Linked DNA regions of Oncorhynchus mykiss: region 1 is linked to region 2. A link is a contact called in public Hi-C data. All regions are on one chromosome and are shown on one strand. The core of a region is the stretch at or near the end of the contact, and the rest is flanking DNA. Distances in the headings are between cores, read along the strand shown.

Evidence for each region. Hi-C and Micro-C count contacts between places; a contact is called where the count stands out from the background.
Region 1: a Hi-C map of liver shows a contact between it and region 2, with 9 times the contacts expected there. A contact is called at or near these places in 3 of 3 Hi-C or Micro-C datasets (blood and liver).

What each region holds. Positions count from the first base shown.
Region 1 is chr6:68,089,977-68,096,884 of USDA_OmykA_1.1, reverse strand. It overlaps adam10a (disintegrin and metalloproteinase domain-containing protein 10), which reads right to left. Exons shown (of 16, transcript XM_021607380.2): 4 at 3,478-3,636. Among protein-coding and RNA genes, the nearest start is that of trnar-acg, 26 kb to the left of the region's middle.
Region 2 is chr6:68,005,454-68,012,083 of USDA_OmykA_1.1, reverse strand. adam10a (disintegrin and metalloproteinase domain-containing protein 10) reads right to left here and starts at 5,056. Exons shown (of 16, transcript XM_021607380.2): 1 at 4,859-5,056. The coding sequence starts at 4,922.

The DNA of each region.
Region 1 (6,908 bases), core at 1,050-3,549, 88 kb before region 2:
TGCCACCGCCACAAGCCAACGGGCATGTCACTCTGTCTGCCAGCGACAGCAACGCTTTCACCTCCTTTTATCACACACCGGCACACAGGAACACACACACTCTCCCCAAGGAAATTCAAGGAACATACACACTCAGATCCCAGAAACACAGTCCTAAAGAACACACATTGCTGTAATGAGAACACAGTGCCGACAAATACACCTCGAAACGCACTCAGTCCCAAAGAACACAAACTCAGACCCAACAAAAGCACTCACACACACACACACACACACACACACACACACACACACACACACAGCTCTGCGACATACAAGTAAACAATACACTCAGCCAGCGTTTCACACTCCCTCAACCTTCATAACCTGCTCTCCTCAGACAAATTTGTACAAACAGACATTTTAATTCACACTCTTCGATGGCAGAAAAGTGGTAAAGGAATTATTTTGGCACATTATTTTATTTATATTTCGCTTTTTTATTCAAAGTCAAGATAAGTGCTGCAGGATCAGAATGGTGTTCCTTAAAGCCTGGCCCCACTTACAGCACGATTGACTGACCGCAGTTCATTTGCATTCTGCTTTGCATATCATATGATGAGTCAACACAAAGCGCCACTAGTGGGCAGTCAGGTCAACCGGTTGGAGGGGGAGAGAGTGGGCTCAGGGTCAACCTGTCCCCCGTTGTCAATTGAGGAGAATGGCTCTGTACTGTACTGGACCAGAAAAGTTCTGCCCTGACAATGTGTTCTCTATTTCCAGACAGAAAGCTGTCATTGTCCCTGCAGTGAATGCCCTCTCATTCAGATGCTAATCAAAAGGCCTTTGCGAACAAGAAGCGAAGAAAGGCAAAGTTGTGAAAGCCGGTGGAAATGGGAGTCACAGAGTCAGTCACGCCTTTTCATTCTTCATTCCATCCCTCCACCATTTGTCCTTCCTCTCGCTCACCAACCCCGGCTTCAACAGGAAAGAGAATTCTAAAATTAGGTGCCACAGTTTCTTCAAGGAAAAAAGCCTCCGCCACAAAATGAACCTGTTTGAAGAGTATTTGAAGTGTGTCTTTGATGTCTGAAAACATCCAAGTGCAGACAGGATATCTGTGAGGAGAGACTCATTAATGGGTTGATAAAGACACATTCTCAGGAACAGCAGTTTGACTAAAACAACTGCTGAAACCTGAATGTTACACTGAATGGGATGCAGCGGCAGGTAGCCTAGTGGTTAGAGCTTTGGGCCAGTTACCGAAAGGTCGCTGGTTCAAATCCCCGACCCAACAAGGATGAAAAATCTGACAATGTGCCCATCAGCAAGCCACTTAACCCTAATTACTTCTGTAAGTCGCTCTGGGTAAGAGCATCTGCTAAATGACAAAAACGTAAATGGAATGAAGTTCTCAAACAAGTTTAATGGAAGATTGTCTTTATCCAGTCCCCTTGTATCAATATGGATTTGATACGTCATTGTGTCATAGGAATGTAGCCAAAGTCAGATTAATAAATGACTCAACTATGTGTTAATGTACTGCTGATAACATGACACGCTATGCAAATATAAATATGATGCACCACAAGGAGGCAGTGTGGAGCATGTTAACCCATAATGGGGCCTGGTGGCACAAATGAGGTAAGAGTGTCTTTATAAGAGAGCTGCCATCAGTGCTATGACCGGACTTCACACGGCAGCATGACTTGACAGAAAATCGCTGTTTGGGGTATCGGCATTCACTTCATAGAGTAGTGAAGGAAAAAAATATGAAATGGGGCCCTTCATGTAATGTCTCAGGCAATATGATCTGCTAAGGAAAGAAGAAGAAAAATGTGACGAGCACAAATAATAGGTAGGGCATAACTACCTCAAATCCGGTACTGTGGCAGTCACCAAGCCCTGCAGTACTATTGAGGGGTTCAGGTGACAGCCTGTTATTGGATGACACTGAGACAGAGAAAGGGAAGAGGAACAAAAAGGTTCTGTTCACACCCTCAGATAAACAGACAGAAAGAGAGGGATGGGAGGAGGAATAGTGTGAGAGCTTTCTTGACACCTCATACATACATAGAAAATGAAAAGGGAAAGGAGAAAGAGAGAGTAGGCCTACATTGTGGAGACAAAGCGTGAGAGAAAGGTTCTCTGATTGCAGGCTCATGCTGGGCTGGGTGTGCCTGTGTGTCAACAGGCAGGCTGGCTGTGAATCAGACCCATCTGAGGAAAAGAGGGCCAAGTAACACAGGGTGGGCCTCCACGCTGATTCCTCCCTGCCTGCCTGAGGGGGCTGCTCTCTGGCCTGTACTGGGATGGGAGTGGGGTCACTGGAACTTAGCCCACACCCACACCTCAGATCAACCTGGAATTGGTGGGCTGGTTGCTAAGGAAGATCACTCACTCCCTGGCACTGGAATTGGTGTCTCATCCTGACTCCACATCAATCATCAGGGCTCAGCCTAACCCAAACCCCTGTGTGTGTGTGTGTGTGTGTGTGTGTGTGTGTGTGTGTCTTGCCGCAGTGTCCCAGTGCAACCTTCCTCAGCTCTCCTTCCTCTGGCTCAGACTCATTCCACAGTTCATCTGACATGACCTTAACTTGACCTTATTCCTGGCTAAATGCCCAATGTAAACTCCCCTTGGATAGACCTCTCCTCTGACAGCTCTGCATTGTAATTGAACCGTAGACCTCCACTCTGCTCAGTATGCACTCCACAGCCTTGAAGACCTTACCTCCAATCCTAGAGAAACCTGTCCTGTCCCACCCCCCATCCTTCAGCCCATTTAGGCACACATCCATCCATCCATCATCGTCCATATCGCTGCTCTCAAGAAATACCTACAGCAGAGAATCGCCTTTCAGTGTCACTACCTAAAGTCCCTGTCCTGTCACAGTGACGCCTACTGTTCTCTATGATAGGGTGGGATGTGTATGTAGCAGAGGTGGAAAGAGAAAAGCTGGGACAGACGAGCCAGCATGGATTAGTCATTGCTGTCAGTGGCTGAACACAACTGTAATTAAAAAGAGCACAGCCATGGTAAAGCTATTTAGAGCTGCTACAGCCAATTCAATCCATTTCATGCTCATGGCAGAAAAAATGGCTTTTCAAAGCGAATAACACTGACAATACTGTGGTGTTAACAAGCCATCCACTGTGTATCCAATAATAACCATATTTGCCTGCACAAAATGTGTGTTATTTGGAACAAAATTGTATTCCAACTGCTGAATAGGATAATGAACCCCTAATTTCTAAAGCTAGATCCCTAAAAAATGATCAACACTTATACGCACACCCAGAGTCATACTGTATATGGCCAATATTGTCTGAATCAATATAGCAAAAGCATTAAAGAACATGTCCTTTAAGTCTATAAAATATGGCTGTCATTAATGTAATAGGTAGAACTCATTTTAGTGCTGTGATGTTGGCACCATTACTTCAGCAGGACTGCAGGGTGACTGGTAGAGGAGAGCAGTGAATCAAGTATACTCACTGATGTCCCCCTCGTGGTAGATGACTGAGTGGTAGGGCACGTCCTTGTCTCTGAGGTACCTCTCCGAGGGCTCCACGTAGTACATGCCCTGGTGGGTCTGGATGAAGCCTTCAAACCTGCCGTCCACCACCGAGCCGTGGGTCAAAGTGCCCTTCTCACCTGGACGAGAAAGACAAGGTCAGGAAGGGTGGTCAACTCCACTCTAGTCAGTTGGGGTTAGGAAGAAAGTCAATGCTCAACGTGTGAGAGAAACACTCAAAACATACAGACCAATGCAAGCTGACAAACAGAACATCATGCGGACACACACACACACAGCTCTAGACATTGAGCAGATGGTAGACCGTGAGCTGTTCCTGGGGGGAATACCGTCTTGGACAGAGTCAGGGTGGAACGAAACATATCCCGGTCTGTCTGGATCATAAAGACTCATCCCTGCTCCCCTCATCTGACCTTGAAATCAGACAAATAATGACTAGTAATAAGAGCTTGGACTCTGGTTAGTGTCAGGGAAAACCAAATAATAGTTTCTTACGCAAAAGGCACAACTAAAGCTTGAAGAATCAAGGAACCAGTGAGAAAGAAGGATAAAGGGAGTAAGAGGGAATAAAACAAAACGCTGTCAGGGCATAGCAGAGTCTATTAAACATCATCCGCCTTTGAACCAGACAGAGAAAGTCTGGCCGACGAAAAGGAATGGTTTTTAATTCAGTGTTTGTCAAGAGCAAGCACCTTGAAAAACCTTTTCCATCAGCAGCTATGCAGGTTGGAAGAAAAACTATAACTCCCAATTAAACCTGTGTTATAAAAAATGCAGACTCTGGAGGGCTATAATTGAAAAGGACAGATGACTGGCAACTCAATGGGAGAAGATAACTAAATCAGGGAGAGAATAAGACTTGTTTTCCTCAGGATAGGGAAGCCCAACTTCATTTTATCTGCTGCTCTCCTCAGTTCTGTATTGGTTGCGAAAATGTTGGAGCGTTTGTCTCATAGCTATCCTGAGGGACCATTGCAGTTTAGCGTAGACAGAGAAACACAGCCAACCAGCCAGCCAGCCTCTCTCCATAGTTAGGTTTCTGTTTCCAGAGGAAAGAGGCCCAGTAGGCCCGCTGGGGGCCGTCTGCTCTGCTCTCCTGCTGGAGATAACGAGAGCAGCAGAACACACAGCTGTCCCATGGAGCATCCAGCTCTTTCTCCCTAAATATCTGTCTGTGCTCCAAGGGCCCAGAGTCCTCTCTGGTTTTTTCAGGCCCTAGCCATGCAGTTTGTCAGAAAACACTGGGACACTAACTGGTATTTGTAGCAGTTTTGATACTGAAAGTGAGAAAAACAGAACGTGCTTTCCATTAATGCTACTGCTGTACATTAGGCACATATTAGATTAGAGTAATAGGAAACCACAGTCAATAACCGAGGTGCTTGCTCAAAATAATACTGTACTGTAAACTAGATTACCACCATCTAAACAAAATCAGCAGGATACTAGAGAAAGGAATGTTGAGCTATGCTGAGACCATTCATTGACAGTAATAACTGTCACATTAGATGACTTCATGTGTCATTTCTGCTGTCCCATTTTCTTCATAATAATACATGAATAATACTTTCCCCACGGACAGCTTGGAGATCAGAGCGAGGACCAATTTAATCTGTTGTTTTATACTGGGCAGCTCTTGGTAACATTAAAGAGGGCCCTATGGTTTTGATATAATTTCAGGGACAGATTCCCCCTTCTGATCTCCAGAAGGCACAGCGCATTTTCCCAGAGAGGAAGCCCTTTATCTGGGCATGAAAGGCCAGTGCAGAGGGGTTAGACCCATCCTCTGTGCACATATGGATCAAGTCTGATTATTGTGCCAAGGAGTGCTCAGAACTCAGACACGGATACCCTCACAGCCTCAGCAAAGGGAGTACTAAAAATTCCTAGTTTAAGTCAGGAGAATACGGCGCTTCCCAAGGGCAACTGACAAGACTTTTGTATCAGAGAAGGAGAGAATAGAACACGCAACACTAATGAGAGCTGGGTTAATGTGGCCGTATAGACAGTGGGAATTGAATATTCTTTACCCTTGTACCTAATCAGAAACCCTACTGCAGTCCAGATACAAGCAGCTTCACTCCAATTATGGGAATTCCAGTAGACTGGGACCAAGGTAACCACCTAATTTAGTTCATGAAAATGCCTGGTCCCCAAAGTGCTAAGTGGGCTAATGTGAAGTAAGGAGAGTGGAGTCTGCTGGTCTTTATGAGGGGCAAATGAGAAAATGAATGTATAGGCCTATCTGATCACACATAATAGAGAGGTCTGGGCTCTCTACTAGCTCACAGTACTTCACTAGATGGGTTCTTCTCCCATCCCAGTACAGACAGCTATTAGCTACAGGTGGAGGAGAAAGGGACTCAAGGGAGAATGGAACTTGGGATATGACCTATTTACCTCCAGTTCATGGTTCTTCGATTATCAGGCAGAGGCCAACTGATGAGCAACTGCATTTAACACAACGCCGGAGATGTACAGTGCCTTCAGAAAGCATTCACCTCCTGGACCTTTTCCTCGTTTGGTTGAGTTACAGCCTGAATTTAAATTTGATTAAATTTATATTTTTGGGTCACTGGCCTACACACAATACCCCATAATGTAAAAGTGGAATTACATTTTTTAAAAAGGTTTGTTTATTAATTAAAAATGAAACCCTGAAATGTCAATAAGTATTCAACCTCTGTCATGCCAAGCCTAAATAAGTTCAGGAGTAAACATTTGCTTAACAAGTCACATAATAAGTTGCATGAACCAACTGTGTGCAATAACAGTGTTAAACATGATTTTTGAACAACTACTTTATCTCTGTACCACACACATACAACTATCTGCAAGGTCCAATCAAGCAGTGAATTTCAAACACAGATTTAACCACAAAGACCAGGGAGGTTTTCCAATGCCTCACAAAGGGCACCTAATAGTAGATTGGGGAAAAAAAGCAGACATTGAATATCCCTTTGAGCATGGTGAAAGTTATAAAATTTCACTTTGGATTGTGTATCAATTAGGGATGCACGATATCGGAATCGGACGATATTAGCTAAAAATGGCAACATCGACACCGGCCCGATGTCTAGATTAATTCCGATGTGCAAAACCGATGTCAAAGCTGACGTGCATACTTATATAACGTAGGTACATGACGTAATGACGCCACAAAAAATGTAGCAGCTACACGTGCAACACAGCATTCCTAACCGAGCCCACAATGTCTGCTGTGTGGATAGAGCAGTGTCTTCTGCTGTTTCAGTTAGTTATTGTTCTATTTCACTGTAGAGCCACAAGTCCAGCTCAACATGCCTTAAATAGCTCTTTTATCACACACCCCACACATGGGCAGACCTCACATGGCTTAGCTGGTGTCTCCAGAGATGCAAGCTCTCATTGT
Region 2 (6,630 bases), core at 3,807-6,306:
CACATCAATGCGAGCTGTGGCAAGAAGGTTTGCTGTGTCTGTCAGCGTAGTGTCCAGAGCATGGCGGCGTTACCAGGAGACAGGCCAGTACATCAGGAGACGTGGAGGAGGCCGTAGGAGGGCAACAACCCAGCAGCAGGACCGCTACCTCCGCCTTTGTGCAAGGAGGAGCACTGCCAGAGCCCTGCAAAATGACCTCCAGCAGGCCACAAATGTGCATGTGTCTGCTCAAACGGTCAGAAATAGACTCCATGAGGGTGGTATGAGGGCCCGACGTCCACAGGTGGGGGTTGTGCTTACAGCCCAACACCGTGCAGGACGCTTGGCATTTGCCAGAGAACACCAAGAGTGGCAAATTCGCCACAGGCACCCTGTGCTCTTCGCAGATGAAAGCAGGTTCACACTGAGCACGTGTGACAGACGTGACAGTCTGGAGACGCCGTGGAGAACGTTCTGCTGCCTGCAACATCCTCCAGCATGACCGGTTTGGCGGTGGGTCAGTCATGGTGTGGGGTGGCATTTCTTTGGGGGGCCGCACAGTGGCCTCCATGTGCTCTCCAGAGGTAGCCTGACTGCCATTAGGTACCAAGATGAGATCCTCAGACCCCTTGTGAGACCATATGCTGGTGCGGTTGGCCCTGGGTTCCTCCTAATGCAAGACAATGCTAGACCTCATGTGGCTGGAGTGTGTCAGCAGTTCCTGCAAGAGGAAGGCATTGATGCTATGGACTGGCCCGCCCATTCCCAAGACCTGAATCCAATTGAGCACATCTGGGAAATCATGTCTCGCTCCATCCACCAACAGACTGTCCAGGAGTTGGCGGATGCTTTAGTCCAGGTCTGGGAGGAGATCCCTCAGGAGACCATCTGCCACCTCATCAGGAGCATGCCCAGGCGTTGTAGGGAGGTCATACAGGCACATGGAGGCCACACACACTGCTGAGCCTCATTTTGACTTGTTTTAAGGACATTACATCAAAGTTGGATCCGCCTGTAGTGTGGTTTTCCACTTTAATTTTGAGTGTGACTCCAAATCTAGACCTCCATGGGTTGTTCAATTTGATTTCCATTGATAATGTGTGTGATTTTGTTGTCAGCACATTCAACTATGTAAAGAAAAAAGTATTTAATAAGTATATTTCATTTAATTCAGATCTAGGATGTGTTATTTTAGTGTTCCCTTTATTTTTTTTGAGCAGTGTATAACAATGTCAATTGTGGAAACTCATTGAAGTTCTTTGGACATGTGAGGGGAAATATAATCCAGGATTACATATTTTTCCCACAACCCCACATTCTGAAAGGCTTTGCTATGCCTCCCTAACAAGCCACTGTGCATTACCAAAGCACAGGACTCAGTGCAACGCCTGATGGCTCAAACACTTATTCTCCACATACAAGCAAGGCCTTTCGGCAGTCTCTCTCGGAGTCTTGCTGACATCTTATCATCTTCTCTTGGCAAATGCTGTCCAATACATTCAAATGTCAGGGGAAGTCACACGCCCCATATAATGTCTGTGTGAAACAGCAGAATGGGAGATAATGAAGCCAGTGTGTGTAGTGCCACAGCGCTAGTGAAAAGACTGCATCTCAACAAGTGAAGAGAATATGATCCGTTGGAACATAGGGATGTTCCTAGTCAATTAACATGGTTGCCTACTCTACTTCCTCCTTAGAAATTATGGCTTTTGGATCAGTACCAGCTAAAAATGTTTCTCTCAACAAGAACAGATTAGCCAGATCTCCTGCTTTCCCTCTATGAATAATTAATTTCCAACCCTGGAAACATATTTGAGTCAAAAGGGAAGAATCTGTTACCACAAACCCTAACAAATCATTAATATCCACCCATGATTTAAATGTGTACATGACACTGCAACAAAATTTCCCCATGGGGACAATAAAGTAAGTAAGTAATGAATCAAGCCTATGGTTTTAGGACAACATCTCACATTCATTATTAATTTGCGTGTGGCATCTGGCATTGAATTATAGATAACATAATTTGCCTTTCCAGTAAAATGTATAAGATTATACACAGTGTACAAAACATTAGGAACACCTGCTCTTTACATGACATAGAATGACCAGGTGAATCTTGGTGAACGCTATGATCCCTTATTGATGTCACTTGTTAAATCCTCTTAAAATCAGTGTAGATGAAGAGGAGGAGGATTGTGTACCATTCAGAGGGATTTAAGTGCATTTGAGCGGGTTATGGCAGTAGGTGCAGGCACACCGGTTTGAATGTGTCAAGGGTTTTTCATCCTCAACCGTTTCCCGTGTGTATCAAGAATGGTCCACCACCCAAAGGCCTTCCAGTCAACTTGATAACTGTGGGAAGCATCCCTGTGGAATGCTTTCAACACCTTATAGAGTCCATGCAACTCAATATTAGGAGGGTGTTCCTAATGTTTTGTACACTCAGTGTACAATGATCGGAGGCTCTGAGCATATAGCCTAAGCCTAGAGGACATTAATTGCTATAGTGGTGACCAAGTTAATCCCAAACTCTCCCTTTGAACACAAATCTGTGCTTTTAAAATTGCGTTTGGAGTGGACATTGGCGGACTTATCATCTTAGTTTATGAAAGAACATTGTCATGGTCCTTTTAGAGAACTGTTTCCTCAGTAAACATTTCATTTCCAGTCACAGAAGGCAGTGCTGGGTCTGGGTTATATCCTCTTTTCCACAGAAAGCAAACATCATGGTGAACCATCACAGACTCTAGGCGGCATCCTCTCCATTCACACTCTCAGTTGGCAGCAAAAACTCTTAAGGACACACCAGGGAACATGTGCCTCACACAGAGCTCTGCTGCTGCTCTGTTTAGTTCTGCCATCCCTGACATCAAAATTACTATCTGACCCAACATAACATTGGGTGAACCAATTCAATGCTGAAGGCATGGTTTAAAGCATTATTCTTTACACCCTTCAAATGAACCGTGATCAGACACGGTAGGGTAGGTAAAACCTATATGGCGTAACATTGAGTTGATTCACGAATCAAACCACATGAGAAGACTCATCACCATAAGGACAGTTGAAGACAGGGAGGAAGGATGTACTTTTACAGTATTAGAATTTGAGTGCATGTCCCATTCCCTTGTATGGATTGGAGTCATTACTGTACTAAAAGACAAATAGGAAAATGAAAGGTTCAAACTTGGCCATCATGAATAACATAAGTCAACAAACACCCATGATTAATGCAAATGAGTGGGAATATTAGCTCACCGAGGAGAGCCATGAAACATGGTTCATTCTACTTTATCAGCTAATGAGAGTTCAAGTGGAATCAAACAAAATAATTAATTAGGATGATAAATTATGCACTAGTAATTTCAATATGGGGATTTAACAACACAATAACAATTTATGAGGAGCAAATAAAATCCAAGTCCTGATCATTTAAGCAGCCCTTGCCATCTCTGAAACACTAAATCTGCAGTGGAATGTTTCTGTTTCCATCGTTGAACAAACAAACAGGACACCAGTTAGGAGTTGCAGGGGAGCTCAATGCTCAGGGGAACACAAGGCCCACAGCAGCTTCAGGCAGATCAATGACTCACTTTGTGTTCACACACACGAAAAAAACAGACCATCAGAGCAGGTAAAAAAAAAAACAGACCCGGCATATGTCTTTTATCCCATGGCAAACAGGTGAGGGAAATGAAAAATGCATTCGATGTCAGACAGATGAGGCGTATAGTCAACTCAGCGGTAGTCAGACCCAGATGGAGTGGGACCTTAACAGGGCGAAGAATAATGAAGTCAAACATTTGATGCCATGTTTATGAAATAGCCTACATGGGTCAGTAAAAGTATATTCTAATGCACGCTACTACATCACAGGGGACATCCTGTCTATATGTGTCATGTTTTCAGGAGGTCTGAGTGCTGAATGAATTCAAATCAGATTAGAATGATGAAAATACAGATCACTAACTACATGTAGCCTACCATATAAATCAAGTCATGTTTGCATCAGAGCCAGAGAGATCTAGCTAGGCTGTGTAAAATACAAAAAGAAAGAAAGTCAGCGAGTGGGCATATCATGAGAATGACAATTGTAATTTACAGTGTCACAATGTGTGATTAGCCTTTTCATTTCTGTCGAAATAGCTAGAAAATTCTGTACATTAGCATGTAATCACTTTGCCAGCAAACATCTATACAAATGAACTTGCTACTAGACCAGGGGTTCCCAAACGTTTACTGCACAAGACCCTAAATTGACACTAGAATATACAGAGGACCCCATTTGGAAAAAGTATACCCCCCAACGTTAGTGAATGCTGTGTGTTCATATTTACTCAATTTTAGGTCCTGCCGGATGTCCAGAACTATGAAAGTACATTCTAATAGCGTAAGAGGTCTTAGTCGACACAAACCAGTTGTATTCTAAACCGAGTTGAAGACAAAAAAAGTTCTTAATTTGTTTGATAAGATCACTGTCTCAGGGTAACCCATTTCACGTTTGGGAACCACTAACATTACTAGACTCTCAGAACTAATAGTGCGTGACTGAAACTGCAGTGATGAGGACTAGTATGTTGATACTATATAACTTTTAGTAAACATTACATTCTATATAGTTGAGAATGTCTTAAGAAAATTATCCATCACCGTTACATTCTTATTTCACTTGGTGGACCTTTCGTAGGCTCTCTCGATATAGTCCTAGCGGAACCATAAATGTAAAAAATAAAAAACAGGAGCTGGACCCCTCCCAGCTAGGTAACGTTAACGCTGCTAGCCTAGCTCGCTTGCTACCATTTCCTCAATCCGATTAGCGAGCTAGCTAGCGATGAAACACTTTTCTTTCTGTATGAATCAGAATGCCCAAACTTACCTTTAATGGTCCATATGCCATTAAACAGCAAGAATTGAATCAAGACCATATCGATTAAATTCATTGTTAGTACATTGACACCGCGAATGCTTTACTGTTTCGATTTGCACTTCTTAAAGGCGCAGTCTGCGCTCTGTTTATGGCAGTACCTTCACAACCGCCTTTCACCGCTTGTCTCCAACCGCCTGACGTCAAGCGCAGGCAAGTACTAGTAGTCCCTCCTACCTCACTAGCGCAACAAAACTTGTTTACTTTTATTTGATAGGGCCGCTTATATTTGTTGAAAACAATTAAAGTATAATAAATTCAACAGCGACAAGCCAAACCACTTTTCAATATCAAGTTAGCCTACACATTAATTGTATTTATTTATTAGTATCCCATTAGACAACGCCAATGGTGACAGCTAGTCTTTCGACATATAACGAAAGAGACATTACAGACAAAATACTTTTGCATACATTTAAAAACATTAACATGTTTTGAGTGTGTGCAGCTATCAGTTGCACATACATGTTAGCACATTCAAGCAACAAGTATGTCACGTGGGGGAGAGGCGTTGTGCTGTGAGGTGTAGCTTTGTTTTTTGAAAACTGTGACTTTGTTGAATGTGCCTACATAACATGTCCTGGCTACCTACACCTGCCCTTGCTTGTTCTCTGCATTTGCCTCTGCGCTGATCGTCTTTGTTGAGATTCCCTAAAAACAGCCACTTCCATACATCTACAACCAGAGGTGACTGTTTTATAACAGGTTAGGAGAACTTATATAGCAGGTTAGGAGAATTAACGTAGCAGGTTAGAATAATTAGATTAAGGATATGGTTAGGAAAGGGTTAGCGAAAACGCACTCCTTGTAACACCAACTATTGACTGCAAAAAAATGCGTCTCTTATTTCCCATAGACATACTGTACATCAGACATACAGCGTTGATCTTTTCACTGTGTAGCTTCTGCCACTGTGTGGCTAAAAAAAAGCCACTACACTGACTGAACTGGAAACCTCAACTTGTCAGTCTGCTGCTGCTACCAGATACAAGGTGATGAAGACCTACGCACCTCTTCCTTCCCTGTGCACGCACACACATTTTGTGAAGGTATTACTTCAGCCATTAGAATTCTATTCATATAAAAATGAAAATAAATTAACAAGGCAACAGTAAATGTCATTTGCATGAATGATGCAGATTTTCATTTATTAATCAAAATGACGCAGAACAAAACAAATAACACTACAACCACGATCCTCAAAGGCTATGTGCCCTAAACCAAGTCAACTTCCCACAAAGACAGATGGAAAAATAACTACCTAAGTATGGTTCTCAATCAGAGACAACGATAGACAGCTGCCTCTGATTGAGAACTACACCCGGCCAAACACAAAGAAATAGAGAACATAGAAATAAAGAAACTGGAATGCCCACCCTAGTCACACCCTGGCCTAACCAAAATAGAGAATAAAAGCCTCTTTATGGCCAGGGCGTGACACCTCCCTACTCTTCTACATTTGCACACTCTGTACATAGATTTTTCTATTGTGTTATTGACTGTACGTTTGTTTATGTGTAACTCTGTGATGTTGTTTTTGTCGCACTGCTTTGCTTTATCTTGGCCAGGTCGCAGTTGTAAATGAGAACTTGTTCTCAACTGGCCTACCTGGTTAAATAAAGGTGAAATAAAAATTAATAAAATGGCATCTGCTGAGGGATTCCTTCGTGCTGCATCCCCAGTTGCTCTTTCGTCAAACAACATCCAAACAGCAGACGTTTGTG